Linked DNA regions of Drosophila melanogaster: region 1 is linked to region 2. The links are chromatin contacts, called in public Hi-C maps. All regions are on one chromosome and are shown on one strand. Each heading gives the region's core, a stretch centred on a gene start, on an enhancer-like site or on the middle of the called end of the contact. The rest is flanking DNA. Distances are from core to core; before and after follow the strand shown. Region 1 holds the start of CG41128. Region 2 holds the start of Alg-2 (Apoptosis-linked gene-2).

The links. Hi-C and Micro-C count contacts between places; a contact is called where the count stands out from the background.
Region 1: a contact with region 2 is called in a Hi-C map of the S2 cell line, with 2.1 times the contacts expected there. The contact joins the promoter of CG41128 here to the promoter of Alg-2 in region 2. A contact is called at or near these places in 11 of 107 Hi-C or Micro-C datasets (the Kc167 cell line, the OSC cell line, the S2 cell line and 2 more) and 1 of 6 datasets of contacts at active chromatin or transcription factors (the Kc167 cell line).

What each region holds. Positions count from the first base shown.
Region 1 is chr3R:3,747,935-3,752,033 of dm6, forward strand. It overlaps CG41128, which reads left to right and starts at 2,429. Exons shown (of 2, transcript NM_001015402.3): 1 at 2,429-2,605. The coding sequence starts at 2,524.
Region 2 is chr3R:3,621,102-3,625,155 of dm6, forward strand. It overlaps Alg-2 (Apoptosis-linked gene-2), which reads left to right and starts at 2,042. Exons shown (of 3, transcript NM_001110989.3): 1 at 2,042-2,174; 2 at 2,229-2,604. The coding sequence starts at 2,116.

The DNA of each region.
Region 1 (4,099 bases), core at 1,179-3,678, 130 kb after region 2:
TATATTATTTTTGATCAATTGGCACCATGCGAAAAATTCTTGTTTTGCATTGCCTTAACGTTATTATTATTTGAAAATAGATTAGAAATAGCTATGTACATATTATCACAAAAATAAATTTCAAAAATTACTTTATATAAGAATATTTGTCATTAGAGTATTCATCTTGCAGCGTGTGAAAAATTAATAGGGCAATGATTGTAGAGTGCTTGTGTCCGCACTTCGTGCCTGAACAAAGCAAAGACACTAGAATAATTCTATTTATTAAATCATTTGACTTAATATGATGTAAAATTAACATTAAAAGTGTTTCAAAAAAAATATTTCGCTTTTTAAAAATTGTCAGATGAGAGACAAATTAGAATTAAACATAAATATAAATTTGTAAACGGTAGCTAATTCGAGCGGCAATTTTAACAAACAAATTTAAAAAGCTTTAAAATTATAATAGTCAGGGCGCGAATTTTTAAAAATTATTTTATTATATCATATTGCTACGAAATTGGCAAAACTACCCTAATATGTACAATGTAAATTCGTTTCTTCGATCAGAATTGATTTCGACCCGAAAATCGTCTATCTATTACGCACAAATATAAGCGTTCTCGTCTCCTGTTTTTACTCACACAAGCAAGCAAATTCTATTTTTAGATTTCTTACGCTCTCAGCGTGAGCGAGCGGAAAGAGAGCAATTTTGGCCGTCACTAAAAAAGTGGCTGCATAGTGCCAAACCAATGTATGGCCGTTACGCATCTTGTTCTTCTAGTGTCTTTGATCTGAGAAACAGGTATGAAATATTAGTGGATATCGAATATTGTTTAAGCTAATCTGTGCGTGCACGTCCAAGGGTAAAAAGAATTGGAAAATGTTGTCTCCTCGAAAACTGTTGAGCATAACTTAATATGCCTTTTTATAATCACTAAACATAAAAAATCTTTAGGATACAGTGCTCTGGGAACGAAGTAATACATAGCATCCGTATTGTTATTACATTGGTGCAGGACATGTATTAGCCTATATTATTTATAAATTCCTCAACTTTCTGCAAAAGTGTGAATAGTTTTTTCTTAACCTGGGCCGTTTAATTTTGTTAGTAGGCCCAAAATGAAGTAAACTTTAGGTGAAACAAGAAGGAATATATAGGATATATATATATGTAAATATATATATATATATAAATATGTATATATAAATATATATAGTTATATATAAGTTAATATATTATAAACATGATATAAGAGACCGATTATGTCTGCGTTTTATACTACCTGTAATTAAAAAAAGACTTGTTGGAAAGTTTCATTCATATATACAGTTTGTCAAGAAACTGTTTACACACTGTGAAATAAGTTGAATTTTTGAATTTAAAGGTAAAAATTAAGAGTTTTTTGCTTAATTAAACGCAATTTTTTATAAAATATAGTTAAACAATATTTATTTTACTTATAAGTCAAAAAAATATTAATTATACAACAAAATAAACAAGAAATTCCAAGTTTACACACTTTTGAGACTGTCAAGAAACTCTTTACACAAAACACTAAATCGAAGTTTACTCCTAAATTTTTAAATTATTTCATAAAAATGTTAAAAATTTTAGTATGTAGTATGTGCAATGTACGCACCTGGCTCCTTTATAACTGTGGTAAAGTGATCGATAAGCCCCCTTAGAGTCCTGATCTGAACCCCATTGAAAATTTGTGGACCTACTTAAAGAAGAAGGTGGCAAAAAGGGCCCTAAAACACGACAACAGCTTATGACTGCAATAGTCGAATGGTGTGAAAAGATCCTGCTTGAATATGACCTACAAAAACTTATCCATTCCATGAAAAAAAAGGCTTCAACTTGTAGCGTAAGCCAACGGGGAACATACTACATACTAAAACTTTTAAAATTTTAATGAAATAATTTAAAAATTTAGGAGTAAACTTCGATTAAGTGTTTTGTGTAAAGAGTTTCTTGAAGTGTGTAAACTTGGAATTTCTTGTTTATTTTCTTGTATATTTAATATTTTTAATTTGTTTTTTGATTTATACTTAAAATAAATGTTGTTTAATTATATTGAATAAAAGAATTGCGTTTAATTAAGCAAAGAACCCTTCATTTTTACCTTTAAAATCAAAAATTCAACTTATTTCACAGTTTCTTGACAAACTGTAATTAGTTTCTTAGCTTTGAAGCGTAGAAGCCAGTTTGCAAAAGGAAGGACAGGAGGGCATGGTTATATTGACTTGGCTATTCGTACTTATTAAGAATGTAGTGTTTTTATACAGCCGTAAATGTCTTCTTTAATGCCTCGCAACTTTTTTAAAGATATTAAAATATTCTCTGCGAGGTTATAATATGAATCCGTGTTTCTCTCTCCATAGTTTCTTAATTGTTGGCAACTTATCGACGTTATCTTGACGCACATCGAAATTTACAAAGTACTGGTATTACCCATTGGCCAGTGCGCGTTTGACTACTAATAATTTTACGTTAATAATTTTTTAAGTCCTTTTAACGTTGTTTTGGCAATAAAAATGACTTCTCGCGATAATATTTTCGAGGAAAAAATATGCAATAGATTAGATCATTGCGTTTCTGATGTATTAATTAAAGGATGTGAGTACGAACATTTACGTAACATTTTTAAACCGTGGTATTTGCATATTGAAATATCAATTTTTAAAAGCAAAATCAAAACGGTATTTTAAATGGCATTTATTACCATTTTTAATAACCCAGCATATGATGTATGAAAAATTATAATTTGGCTAGGCTAAGTTGTATAAAGTTGTATGGCATGAGTAGACAAGTGTATTGTTTAAATCTTGCAAACTAAAAATAATTTTATAATTAAAATGGTTTGCTTAAGCTAAACATTCAGAAACGTAATCATACCTCGCAGATTTCCAAAAAACATCAAAATATGCCGAAGTTCGGGATATAAAATAATTTTTTATTTGAATTGTTGATAGAATTATGCAAATAACAATTTTAATATTTCGTTGCAAATCCTTGCTGTCTATGAAAATTTGCAGGCTATTAGGAAACGAGTTGGCTTAGTAAGAGGCAAAGTTGTTTGCGATTTTCACTTTCTCAGCATTTTGTTTTAAAACGGTTTGGTATCCAAATTTGCAACTTTCTTCAATCTTACTCTACTCATTGTTCTTGAGGCTTTTAAAGCTAACTTTTTTGTGAAAATCTTTGGTATGCGGTGTATTACACGTTTTTCCTAGTTCGGCCTTGCGAAAAACTTTTAAGATCGGAATCTTTTGAATAATTTCGTGCACATTGGACTTCCTCCATCCCACCAATTCTGTAATTTTCAAACTGATGTTTCTTCATAAATCAATCAGCTGTGGAATTTCCAAGGACGATTGCTACCCTTTTGGAGTCATTCCAAAGCCCACAAGCCAGCTCACAGAAGCTGGGGTCGGAAAAATCGAATTTTAGATATTTGAAAGCTAAAATCGTTTGCCCACCAATTAGTTTTTATGCCCACGTCCAGATTTCGAGATCTGTATTTTCGAAAAAGAAAATTCGCGAAAATAAAAACGTTGACTTTTTCTATCGTTTTTTTTTTATACCTAATTTATTTTTGTAACCTTAAAAAATACCTGTTTAAAAATATTTATCGTTTGCCCAACCTTTTAAAGTAACTAATTTTGTTAAGCCACCTCTCGAAATATTATTTTTTTCAATTAATAACATTTCATTACCATTTGATAAAACGGTTTTTAAGAATCGATATCATCCTTTAAAATTAGATTTGCCCATACTTTAACATTAGTTTTCATCATTTGTCTATCCTTTAAAATTTTTTTTATTTGCACTTCCATTTTTCTATCGTTTTATTTAATACTTAATTTATTTTTGTAACATTAAAAAATACCTGTTCAAAAATATTTATAGTTTGCCCACCCTTAAAAGTAACTAATTTCGTTAGCCCACCTCTCGAAATATTTTTTTTTTCAATTGCAAAAAAAAACTAATTTGTCGGCAACCATGGGCAAACAATTCCATTTATCAAATTTCGATTTTCCGACCCCAGCTTCTTTGGGATCCACCGACCACCCAATACTGCCACAACCACAATTTTTAAAAATGTGTTGA
Region 2 (4,054 bases), core at 792-3,291:
TGTTCATTATAGGGCCATTGGTTGCCCATGAGAACTCCCAGACCTGTGTTCACTAGATCACTGGGATTTCCGTGTGATCCTCCTATTTCATATAACACACTACGCGAAACAAGTTTTAAGTGCACTTCCTGTAATATAATTGTTAAACAAAATGTAGATTTAGGCATATGGAATATAAACGGACAGGCAGTACAGTTTAAGCTTTGAAAGAAATATTAGGAGAATAACAATTGCATGACAGACAGTCAACAGCGAAGATTTACTTCATTCACACATAGCTAAGAATCCTATAATCAATTAGAATTATACAAAAAGACAATTTCTATCATTATTATTCAAATTAATAATTCAAAAGAAAACAATAAATTCCCATAGCGAAATCATTCTGAAATCCTAAAAAAGGTGATGATGATCCAGATGATCTATAACAATTCGTAATATATTCCATATATAATAATCAATTTATTTCAATACACTTAGGATAGAAAAATTCAATCAACCGGACGCTAATGTTGTCGGCTTCGACGCTGCGATGAAGGTGGGGTACGAACTGAACCGCTTACAGAACAATGACCGCCGCTGCAGTGGTGCCAGCGAGCCAGATGCTGACGCTGCGATGGTGGTGGGGTAGGAACTGCCCCGCTTACCCCGAGAAGAAAGTGCTGCGTTTTAACTCCTCCCCCTTTAAGACCTGCGTCCCACAGGTTAAGTAGCCTTGGTCTGTCCGGAGGCAACGGGCGGATGCGAGATCACGGTGATATTGCCTGGTTTCCTCCACAGGAAACACAAGAGAGAAAAGGTGAGCAGAGCCAATTCTGCCTCCGTTAGGAATGACCTCGGCCATCTTTTCCAAGTTCTTTAAACTCACGTCATGTTCGTACTCCAGAGATAGCTGGTAATCGTTGGCTGTTACTTGTGTTAGGACGGCCGGCAATGCCATCCTGTAAATTTGTATCGATTTGCCAAAAAACTTTTTGCCACGCTCACTCTATCGCCCAAAAGTCGACCAGCCAGTCATGCCCACACTTTGGAACAATGTTATATCCCCGATGATAATGTTCCAATTGGCTCAATTACCTGACACGCTTCGTCTGCCTTAGTTTGGGTTTGACACAAACGTACAAAATTTTTATTCCTCCATTTAAAAAATTTTTTGAACTATGATTTTAAATTTCATTTTTTGCTTTACCAGTTTCTAATGAAATGGCAAAATAAATCGTCACCTAAAAATTTAATAAATAGTTTAATATATTAAAGCTTAACAAAGAAACAAATATTTTTAAATTTCTACAGCTCTCTCCCCCTAGATGAGTATCGGGTATCTGATACTCCAAAAATTCTACTCTGGTTTCGTGTTTTTATATAATATTATTCTAAATTCTTACTAAATAGTGTCACTGCAGGTGCACAAATTGTATTGGATTGGGCACTGGGCCATAATGATTATGCTTACATATGTAATTATTAATACGGCTATTTTAATCACTTAAAAAGAATAATTTTAAATTTTGTAAAAAAAAATTTTGTATGTGTTTTTGACTTTGATCAAAGAGTCAAAGAGAGTGTTTTCGTGCTGTAGCGAAATTGAAGCGAAAGTGTTTTCTGTAGCATTCTTAAAGGTCTACCTGTGGGTGGTTAATCTGCAGTTTAGTTGTGCCATATAAATAGCTGAAGGTTAGGGAAAAAAGTTTCGTTATATATGCGTTTAGGTGTTTTATTCTATATCTATATATTTACTCTCCTAAAACAGAAGAGGGATTTTCCGTTAGCTAATCCATTAGTCAATTTTAAAAATTGGTTACGGAAAAGCGATTTTTTAACAGACCTATTTCCTTTTAATTACATATCTTAAATCTTAAAACTATGTCAAAACTTGTTGAGCTAGCTTACTAATGGCGATATAAATAATCTATATCATATATTAGAATTAAATCTCTCAACTGTTGTCTGTGCGAATAGTCTATAATGAAACATTTAGGTCTGTTGGAATATGGTATAATTAAAATTGTCAAATTATTGCACATTGATATTAATCAAAAATTGTATGTCCTCAAATAAACGATAACAGTTTTATTCTGCAAAGTTTGCACTGTAACAAACCAATTGTATCCACCAATGGCCTACAATCATGATGGTATGCCAGACCAGCAATTTCTTTGGGATGTTTTTCAAAGGTAACAGTCACAGAATAAATACTTCTAACTAGCGATAAAGCGACTTTTTTTTAGAGTGGATAAAGATAGGAGTGGTCATATATCCGCAGATGAGCTACAAGTGGCCCTTTCGAATGGTACCTGGTCTGCATTTAATCCGGAGACTATCCGTTTGATGATTGGAATGTTTGATCGTGAAAATAAAGGGACTGTGTCCTTTAAAGATTTTGGAGCGTTGTGGAAGTATGTGACGGATTGGCAAAATTGTTTTCGATCCTTTGATCGTGACAATTCTGGAAATATTGACAAAACTGAGCTGAAAACAGCACTGACATCATTTGGTTATCGTTTATCTGACCACCTAATCGACGTCTTACTACGAAAATTTGACCGCTTTGGGCGTGGTACAATTCTTTTCGATGATTTTATTCAATGTTGTATTGTGCTGTATGTAAGTATGACTGTTATTGCAATATATGAGTACAAGGTAGCTGTTGGCTCTAGAGATTTTCGCTGTCTGGCTTATGAAAAAATTTTTGAGATAGCTTTGAAGCCAGCACGAAAAAATTGTATGGCGTTTCGGGTTTTTTCTAATGTCTTTGCAAACAAACGCTCACCACTTATAAATATGTCAGAACGCTATAGTCGAGTTCTTTACTACCAGTTACTCAGGTAGTGGGAGTGCACGGGAGGTATGCTAATCATCAGATACCCATTACTTCGATTGGGGGTGTGCAAGTTGGAGAAGTTGGAGATATTATAGCAATGCTTTTCCCATTGTTATGCTCGCTAAGGATGTGTAAAGTTTAGCTGAGAGTGCTTATGTCTATATTTCCTATTATTGATTATATTCATATATAAGTTGTTGTCGTTTCCCGTTGTTGGCGCATTTCCCTCTATGCCATCCTTTTTATACCTTTTACTCGTAAACGGGTAGTATACCCGTTCGTTCGTTGAGAAGTATGTAGTGGAAGCGGTTTCGACCCTATAAAGTGTGTATATCCCTGATCAGAAACACTAGTATAAACGTTGTGAACTAGTGATTCTAGCAATCCCACAAAGCGGCTAAAGCGTCCACAACTTTACTTATTTCTATCAATATCTAAATACACATCTTTTAAGCTATGATAGGCAAGGTAATTTACCATAGCATTCTAATTTGTTATACCCGTTACTCGTAGAGTAACTAGTGATTCTAGCAATGCTTACGCAGGGCATATTTTCTTTAGAACGTTTTAATCCCACAAATCAAAAGGTTATACTAGATTAAAAGTCTGTAACAGGCAAAAATAAGCATATATTCTTGATCAGGATCAACAGCCGAGTGTAAATCTATATGTCAGAATCTATTAAAGCTAGAAGGTTGAGATTAAGCATACAGATTCTAGAGACATAGACGCAGCTTCTCCCACGCCCACTTTAACGCCCTAAAGTCGTCGAACCGGTCACGCCCACACTTTGGAACAATTCTTAAATTTTTTCTCATTTTAATCCCCAATATCTATCGATATCCCAGAAGAATAAAAAAATTTCGCATTCGCATTCACACTAGCTGAGTAACGGGTATCTAATAGTCAGGGAACTTGTTTATAGCACTCTCTCTTTTTTTTCAGTTGTTTTTCCAATTTTATCGATATGGCGAAAACATTTTGCCCACGCCCACTCTGGACACCACCCAAATCTATCTCGGCCAGACCTTAGAACATTAAAATTATTTTTCCCCTCAATTTCTCTTGTTATTCCTTGAAAATGTTGAAAATTCTATGTCCCACGTGAACTAGCTGAACTAACGGGTATCTGATAGTCGTGAAACTCGACTATAGCCTTATCTCTTGATTTTTCTACATTATCAAAATGTTCGTCGTTTACATTTATGGCTAGACAATCATTTAATAAAATCT